Linked DNA regions of Mus musculus: region 1 is linked to region 2. A link is a contact called in public promoter capture Hi-C data. All regions are on one chromosome and are shown on one strand. The core of a region is the stretch at or near the end of the contact, and the rest is flanking DNA. Distances in the headings are between cores, read along the strand shown.

Region 1 (4,323 bases), core at 1,281-3,780, 460 kb before region 2:
CCTTTGGAAGAGCGGCCTACCTTCCCACTCCCCTGCTTTAGTGCACATGAGTACCTGCGCTTCATCTGAAGCTGTACTCACGTCTTCTTCCTTTCCTGTCTTTCCTTATCCGTCCACATAGACGTAGAGGGCTTGCTATGTTGCCCAAGCTGGTGTTGAAATCCTGGGCTCAACGGATGCTTCTGTCTTAGCCGCTAGAAAATCAGAAACCAGGTGTGTGCACCCCTATGACAAACTACCCTGAAAACTTGGAAGCATGTCCCATACATTCTATTATTTTTGTTGTAAATATTTGCTGTATAATCTCAAAGCAATAACTAAATTTCTATCAAACACGTGTATTAATCTATTTCATCAATACAGGTCTAGTTCCAAAGCTTAGGTCATCTCCCCAAATAAATTACTTGAGTACAAACTGTTTCAATTTCTAAAAATAAACTCTATCTGTTCTGGTTAGGAAAACAACAAGAAGAACAAACCCTTGGCGTTTAAAATTTTAAGTTAATGAGAATTCAAGAGTTCTTAAATGGGGCATCGACCAACTCCAGCATGTGCCTATACTTCCAACTTCCCAGAATGTCTGGAGGATTACACCTTGTGCCTTTTACATTTCAGCTGATTTCTCTAAAAGACATATTTAATTTAGAAAAATTTACAACTCATACGAAGTAAAAAAGGGTTTCATTTTACTATTAAAAAGATATTCCAGCCGGATGGTGGTGGTGCACGCCTTTAAATTCCAGCACTTGGGAGGCAGAGGCAGGCGGATTTCTGAGTTCGAGGCCAGCCTGGTTTACAGAGTGAGTTCCAGGACAGCCAGGGATACACAGAGAAACCCTGTCTCGAACCCCCACCCCCACCCCCCTCAAAAAAAAAGATATTCCTCTTGGGGTGGAGAGGTGGCTCAGTGGTTAAGAACACTGGCTGCTCTTCCAGAGGACCTGGCTTCAATTTCCAGAACCCACATGGTGGCTCACAACTGTAACTACAGTTCCAGGGAATCCAAAACTCTAACAAAGACATACATATAGGCAAAACACGCGCGCACACACACACTGAATTAAAAATTCATTTGTTCCTTTACTTATTCAAAGGCAACTGCAGGGCTAGGCATGGTGGTCTACTGAAAAGCTCTGATTTAAACCCAGTACCTGTACACCTTGCTTTGGCTTTCTGCAGGAGCATCATTTGCTTCTTGGCAAACTTGATGAGATCTTCTCTGGGCAACGTTTCTAGCTGAAAGATGGAGTCGTATTATTGAGTTTTAAAACCCATGCTTTTAGTACGGCCACCAAAAGAAACACAGTGTCTGCCGAAAACCAAAGAGAGACACTCTAAACAGTTGAGCCAGTCACATTTTTTAAATTGAGAAACGTAACTTCAATAACTAAAAGTAATTAGGTGAATGGAAAATCAAACCAAAACCCCAGCACAAAACTCTTACAGAGAACACTGAGTTCTCTAGCTGTACAAGAAGGGCTTGGAACTCAAGATTTCTCGAGCTGTAGAACTCATTCTGTTGGAAGCTAACAACATAACTACATTCACAGGTGAATCGGGTCACATTTAGACTTCAACTAAAATATTAGGGTTTACTAACTGAAAATTACTTAATCTTTGTGCACAACGTTTCCTCATCTGCAGAATGAGAATAGGGAAGATACGTATTTCAGGAAGCTTACCTGAAAGAATCTGTTACTTCAGCAAATGCCTAGAAATCAGTCTTCAAACACTACATTTTGGTAATAAATTGTGCCCCTACCTTTCTGAATCACTTAGCATAAAACATTGCACAGTGCTGTAAGAACAACCTTATTCCACCCTCAACTCTGGAGCTGGAGCCAACAGGATATAGTTCCTTGCTTCTTCCTGCCTCTTATCTAATCCCCTCGGCTTCGTGTCACTGTGTAAACTTTCATTAAACAGACTAGCTAAATGTTTGAAATACAGCATCGTGCTAACAAGGAGCAGGAAGTAAACAAACTGCTCGCACATCAGGAAATTTAAAAAAGAACAGGAAATCTGTAAGTAAATTAAAATGAAACTCCCTGAGGAAAGGTTAGTTCTTTTTTTTTTTTTTTTTTTTTTTTAAATAATTCTCCCCATGCCAAAGTTTTCCGATTCATTAACCTTATGCGCTACAGGGAACCAGGCGGCTGAGTGCTCTCCTCACCTTGGATTTCGGGGTCCCGGAGGGTGCTGCAGCTACGGCATCTGGAGCAGAATCCTGTAAAACAAACCATAAAAAGAGCTCATCCCAATTCCAGGTACAAGGCGCGGCCAAACAAATCTGTGCAGAGGAGGACCCCTTTAGGCGGTAGGGACCGGAGCTGGGCCGTCGCCACGGCCGGAGCCAGCACCAGGTTCAATGCCAAGCGCCGCGGCGGGGGTCTGGGCGCGAGGGCGGGGACAGGGTGCTCCCATGCCCTCCCACCCCTCGAGCGGCACAGCGGGCCAGCGGGGCGGCGCGACGCCCACCGTTACCTCCATCGCGGCTGCGACCCGCGGCTGCCTCCACCGCCTCTTCAGGAGTCTCGGCTGCTCCGCCTCCGAGGCTGCCGAGCGCGGGTCAAAGGTCTCGTTACGAGGCGACTACGCCTCCCCGCGTCTCCAAGGCTACGCAGAGCTGGCACTTCCGCTTCCTCCTTGGTGTCCGGGAGGAAGTCGTCTTTGCGCAGGTCCCCTGGCCGGTGCCGGAACGCGCTGAGTCGCCCTGCACTACTACCCTGTGCCAGGTGACAGGTTTGAGCACACGTTCCTTTGATCACTTCGTTTTCTAATTTTTAAAGATGTGCTTTACAAATATAACTATCCCGACTAGCAGGCATATGTGAAACAAATAGTTTTATAGGTGACTTTAATTCTGTCATGTTCAAAATAGGTTCCTCTGTGAGTAGTAATAAGGAATAAATTACTGAATCCGTTACTTTCTCAGGAGTTTCAAAATGCTGGCATGCTGTCTCTGTATTGCTAAATATTAATTTGCCGGCTGAGGTGCTTCTCGTGTTGTTTATATTGTCAACTTGAAAGGATCTAGAATCATCTAGGAGAGAGCCTCTAGACATGTATGTGAAATTTATCTAGATTAGATTACTTGAGCTATGGAGACCCCCAGTAACTGTGGGTGGCAGCATTCCACAGACTGGTAACCCTGGTTGCATAAAAAAGGATAACTCAGACTGAATTCCAGCATTCACTTCAAAGAACCCATCGAGGTCACAGTGTGGGAAGGTACACGTGACTAGTCTGATGAGGGCCCTCCCTTGTGGTTACGAATGAGAGAAGACAGGGTAAAGAGATTCCAGGTTCTGTCAAGAGTCCTGCAGGCCTTCTTTTTCCTTGTAGTTGCTCACAAGGGGATGAAGGCAAGATAAGGAAGATAAAACCAATCCAAACCCCAGAGGACTCTAGAGAAGGAAGATACTACAATATAGATTTTCGTTGTTATTGTCTAATAGAACACGTTTAGACTGACCTAGACCCTAAAATAATGCCTGATATTTTTCTATAGTTAAGCCTGGCCTAAACATAAACTAGAGGACAGAGCAAGTGGCCGCTGGTGGCGAATATTAATTAACATGTTGTATTTTCATAGGTGAGAGGGTGTTTTTCAGCAGGTTTTTCAGGTTGTCTACTTCCAGGTGTAGACATACACTAATTGCAGGTATAGGCCTTCAAGCAGTTGGGCCCTCACCCCCAAGTAGAGCCAGAGCGTTTTCCAAGTTCCGTATGGGAAAAGCCAGGTGTTTTTGTTGGTTTTGATCATGGCTTCTGGAAGTCATATGGCATGACCTTTACAAAATATAAAGACATCAAATTCCCTGGTAATACCGTGAGGGGAGAAAATCATTACCCCCTGTCAGTCCTCAGTCCCAATACACAGCCCAGCAAGCGGCTGTGTGCCTTCTCTCTTATTTCTCTGATCCTTCAGGAACAGTTATTTTTTTCAGTTTTACAGTGGTGGACCAAATTCCTTCTGTTCGTCAGGTTTCTTGCACTATTTAAATTCAGTGAGAAGCTGGGTCTAGAGGTGGGATTTTCCTGTAGATACATTTTTTTTTTAAATCTTAAATTGCCCTCTGACTGAAACATCATGATTTGTATCATGCTGGTCTCCTAACTTTGTATTCAGAGAAAGGAGAACAGCAAAATAGCCCAAGGTAAAAAGCATTAGGTTCTTGAAAAGAGCTGAAGAGTAAACTATTCCCAAAAGAGAGTACAATTGTTTACCCCTTGAAATAAGAACAGCTTCAGTACCCTGAGCTAGCACCGATTTGAATATAAGCTCCCTGAGGACTAGGTTTCTTGGTACCTGAAGGCACC
Region 2 (4,204 bases), core at 153-2,652:
TCCAGCAATATAAAAACACGAGGCAGCCACATATGTACACATTCTGGGGGCTATTTCTGTTACAGGTGTTATTTGCCAGAGTTGACAAACCGGACATACAGCTGTGGCTTGCAAAAGCTTGACAGCTAAGTCAGGTGTACTTCACTCATAAGCAAGGAGAAGGGATTCCCTGGACCCCATTCAGGGAAGTCCTGTGCAGATCAGAGGCAGGCATGGAGAGGAGGCAGACAGCAGGAGAGTTTCAGTTCTGAGCACAGGTGAAAGTCTCAAGGATAGCTCTCTCTGCAAATCAAAACAAACCCCCCAACTAGAGCAATTATTTTTAAACGGAGCTAGGGAGATGGGGGAGGGGAGCGTCACCTTAAGTTTTAAAACCCAGAAGGCAACCTACAGTCTTACTAAACATTCAGTCTGGACGGGGATTTTCTAATTTGAGAGGGATGAAGAGTGTTAAACTGTGCCCAGGAATCCATTCCCACCGGTCTGGATCCAGTAATTTTGGAGTGGGGCTTAACTTACCGATTTTTTTTTTTCCCACCAAGTTTGGCAGCTGCTACTGCTGGGTGGAAGGAGACTGAGGGGGCAGGGCAGGGCAGGGCAGGCCAAGATTGCAGAAACAGAGTAATAGGCTCCCGGTAAACAGAACACACCACAAACGCAAGACCCCAAGTGCACCAAGGGCTGCGGAAGGGCTCAGGGGTTTTATGTTAAGAACGAAAGAGACCAGACGCCTCGGAGACCTGAAGAGGCAGAATTAGGCTCCGACGTCACTGAGCAGAACAGAATAGGACTGAAGCTACATCCAGGTGTAGGGACCCTGTAGGTCCTCCTCTGCTCTGGGCAGACTAGGTGACTCCGGGAATGCCCACAGCCAATTCTGAGCGGCATTTCCCACCAGACAACAGCTTCAGACTTTCCTCCCCTGGGAACTAAACCACCCAGACCCGGGATGTAAACAAACGCCCAGCAGGCGGCTCGGCTCCATACTGGCGCCCACGGGGCGCCCCCACCATGACTCAGACCCAGTGACCTTGCTGTCTGGCCTTTGGCCACAGTGACCAGTGTGGCGGCGTCCTGTGCCCCGCTGCCTACGCACCCGGCACCTTCATGACTTCGCCGACCCCCTCCACCGTCCTGTGCAGTCCCGATCGGTCCACTCACCCACAGCTGGGGCGCGATCCGCCGGCGCCAGGGGCACCCCGAGCCCCGGGCCGCAGAGCCAGGCAACCAGTAGGCAGCAAAGGAAGTTGCCCAGCAACGCCATGGTGGAGGCCACTGCCCCAGGACGCTAGACTGGAGCTTGGGCGCCGCTGAGACCCGCAGGCCCTAGGGGTGGAGAGGAAGCCAGAGCCTTTCCTTGTGTTGACGCCCAGCAAGCAGATCACGTGTAATATTAGATTCCCCTGAGCACGAGTTCTTCTGACCTTCTGGACTCCTTTATTTTAATATGCTTCCTTAATTTCTTAGGTCAATGGGAAACAATGTTCTTGCTCCAACCCCGTATTGTTTCCTTCCCTGAACCCCAGGAGCGCCTACCTGACAGGGCCATTTAGCAGAGGTACTTGAAAAGGCAGGAGAACCCTGAATCATAGTTAAGACAAACGAGTACAAGAATGGGTTTGGATTTCCTCAATGGTTTCGCTACCTGGGATTTATGACAGAAATGTAAACTCCCAAGCCTCAGGCCACCGCTGATAAATGAACAGATTAGCTGGGCTGGCCATGTGTGGCTTCATAGTACTCCAAGGTGATAGATAGGTGGAGTCGGCAAACTATGTCCCAGGTTCACCAGGCTGAACGTTTTCCTTTCCACAACTGAGTTAAGCACGTCCTCATGCAACCTACCTGGTAAATACAAATAGAGACTGTTGATTTTTCTATTCCAAAAGTTTTATAAGTATTGGCAAAGACACCAAAACCCACAGACTGTGTGTAATATGTATTCTTTGTTCTCTCTCTAGGAATTTATGAGAATGCGCTCTCTTTATAATATAGCCAACAACTTTAATTTATAAAACGTAGGGTGTCTTTGGAGAAGAGCAAACCTTTGAGAGATGCTGACCTCATAAAAGATGTGAGCTGTGGCGTCTTGAGGAAGCCGTGCTGTGTTAAAAGGTCCTGACAAAATACTATGCTTTAGCTGAGTTCAAGGTACTTATTATGGGAAGATGGGTGTTTTAGGTGGACACCCACATTGTCTTGGGATACCATGGCCTCTTTAATACTCAAATGCCTTAATTTGTGTATCTAGCATACCATTTTCATGATTAAAAGAGTATCTCTGTCACTAAGCTTAAATGGTTTTTCAATATCCTCCAACTATAGAATTAAGAATACTACATTGAAACTTTATAGTTTACCTACTTAGATTTACATTCTTTGTAATAGGAACATATCTGGTAAGTGTATTGATTTATTATTTTCTTTGTTCTATAACTGTAAGTTTCTGTAACCTATTCCATGTTGAAACAGTCATTTAGAGAAACCAGGATCTGTGTTCTTAGCCTAGGATCACACATATTTGGCTTAGGATACATTATTTTTGTATTTTCTTTAGGTACTTTTACCATTATATTTTACAAATATATTTATTTTCCATCAGAGGAAAAAAACTTTGTTTTATATCTGCATGATTTAGACATTATATCTTGTGAATAAATTTTTTTTAATGGACACTAAGTTTCCTTTCAGATCCTGGTAGACTCCTCCAAGTTTTGCTACATCATTGGGGTGATTCAGAGCAGTTCAAGAACCATGCATGCTTCCCTGCAACAGACATGGTCACTTCTGCAATTTCTCAGTCTACAGTCTAAAGAGTACAGGGAAAGTAAAGCCGGGAAATGGTGGTGAGCTTGAAATGCAGAAATGGATCAGCAAGATAGCAAGAGCTTGAACATTTTAAAAGAAAGTGAACTAATGATCAGAATACCAGTTTTGCTCATTATAACTGTGATCCAACCAGAGATGATCATTCAGACACAGTTGAGAGCCGATTGCAAGCCAGCTGGCTGGAACTATGTTCAAGTGTTCGGGATGTAAGCTTATTCAGAGCAAGTCTTTTAAAGAGAAAAACCATATCCTGGTATCTCACTTTGCATTGGCAGAGGTAGGTTTGCACAAGCAAGCTGTTTAGCAGAAGCGATAAGTTAGCTGCAGCATCTTGGCCTTTGGTCCTACAATAGAGTCGGGTAAATTCCCAGTGGATTCTCCATTAAAGAGATCAAATTCTAGTTAAGCCTGAAATGGCCTCAGTAAGAATACAAGATAGAGGAACATCTGCAGTGTCTTGCCTTGTCAAACATTATTTTTCAACTTCTAAGACATGTTATAGGAAGTAAATTGGTTGTGAAATAACTTCAGTTAAGACAAAATATGAAGCACACACATTGTGAAACCTTTAAAATGCTTGAGAACATAAACTGATAATGTTTTAAGTGAGCAATGGAAGCCACAGCCTCCTTTCTACTCACTAAGAAGAAGCTCAAGGCTTCAGTGTTCCACACGCTGATATACCTGCAGTGTAAGCCTACTCCTGTAGGTCTTCAGCCCCCATGCATTTGTCTTTATCTGAACCAGGGAAAATGTGAGATAAAAGCCCCAAAAATAAATAAATAAATAAGTAAATAAATTTTGATGACTGTCAGTGGTTCATCTCTGTTGTAATGAACCATGAAACTAGTTTTATTGTTGTGAAGAGACATCGAGGCAATGGCAACACATATAACAGAAAACATTTCACTGGTGTTTGCTTATAGTTTCAGAAATTTAGTCCATTCTCATCAAGTGTGCATGTAGAAATGCTACCAAAGAAGTAGCTGAGAATTCTACATCTGTATCTGCGGGCAACATGAACAGAGAGAGCAGCTGGATCTGGCTTGGGCTTCTGAAACCTCAAAGCCCACCCACAATGACACACTTCATCCAACAAGACCACACCTTCTAATCCTTCCAAATAGTGCCACTTTATAAGCATTATGAATTTATGGGGGCTATTAATATTAAAACCACTATAGAAGGTAAAGTTTTCTTTTCTAGATTATAGTCCATCATTAAGAGAAGTCAGGTCAAGAACTCAAGATGGAGCTTGATGCAGAAACATAAAGAGTGATTCTGGCTCTTGCATACACTTACTCTTAGTGAGCTTTCTTATAGAGCTCAAGTCCACAGGCCCAGGGAATGGAGTCACCCATAGTGGGCTGCATCT

Evidence for each region. Promoter capture Hi-C pulls out the DNA fragments that hold promoters and counts their contacts.
Region 1: a contact with region 2 is called in a promoter capture Hi-C map of stem cell-derived epiblast-like cells, with 6 times the contacts expected there. The contact joins the promoter of Gcc2 here to the promoter of Smpdl3a in region 2. A contact is called at or near these places in 17 of 39 promoter capture datasets (the 3T3-L1 cell line, HPC-7-derived erythroid cells, cranial neural crest and 9 more), 6 of 484 Hi-C or Micro-C datasets (CD4 T cells, CD8 T cells, Sertoli cells and 3 more), 7 of 115 datasets of contacts at active chromatin or transcription factors (astrocytes, bone marrow-derived macrophages, differentiating embryonic stem cells and 4 more) and 3 of 9 other capture datasets (embryonic stem cells, liver and pancreatic islet).

What each region holds. Positions count from the first base shown.
Region 1 is chr10:58,253,733-58,258,055 of GRCm38.p6, reverse strand. It overlaps Gcc2 (GRIP and coiled-coil domain containing 2), which reads right to left and starts at 2,530. Exons shown (of 23, transcript NM_027375.2): 1 at 2,485-2,530; 2 at 2,174-2,227; 3 at 1,152-1,236. The coding sequence starts at 2,490.
Region 2 is chr10:57,791,742-57,795,945 of GRCm38.p6, reverse strand. Smpdl3a (sphingomyelin phosphodiesterase, acid-like 3A) reads right to left here and starts at 1,402. Exons shown (of 8, transcript NM_020561.2): 1 at 1,162-1,402. The coding sequence starts at 1,264.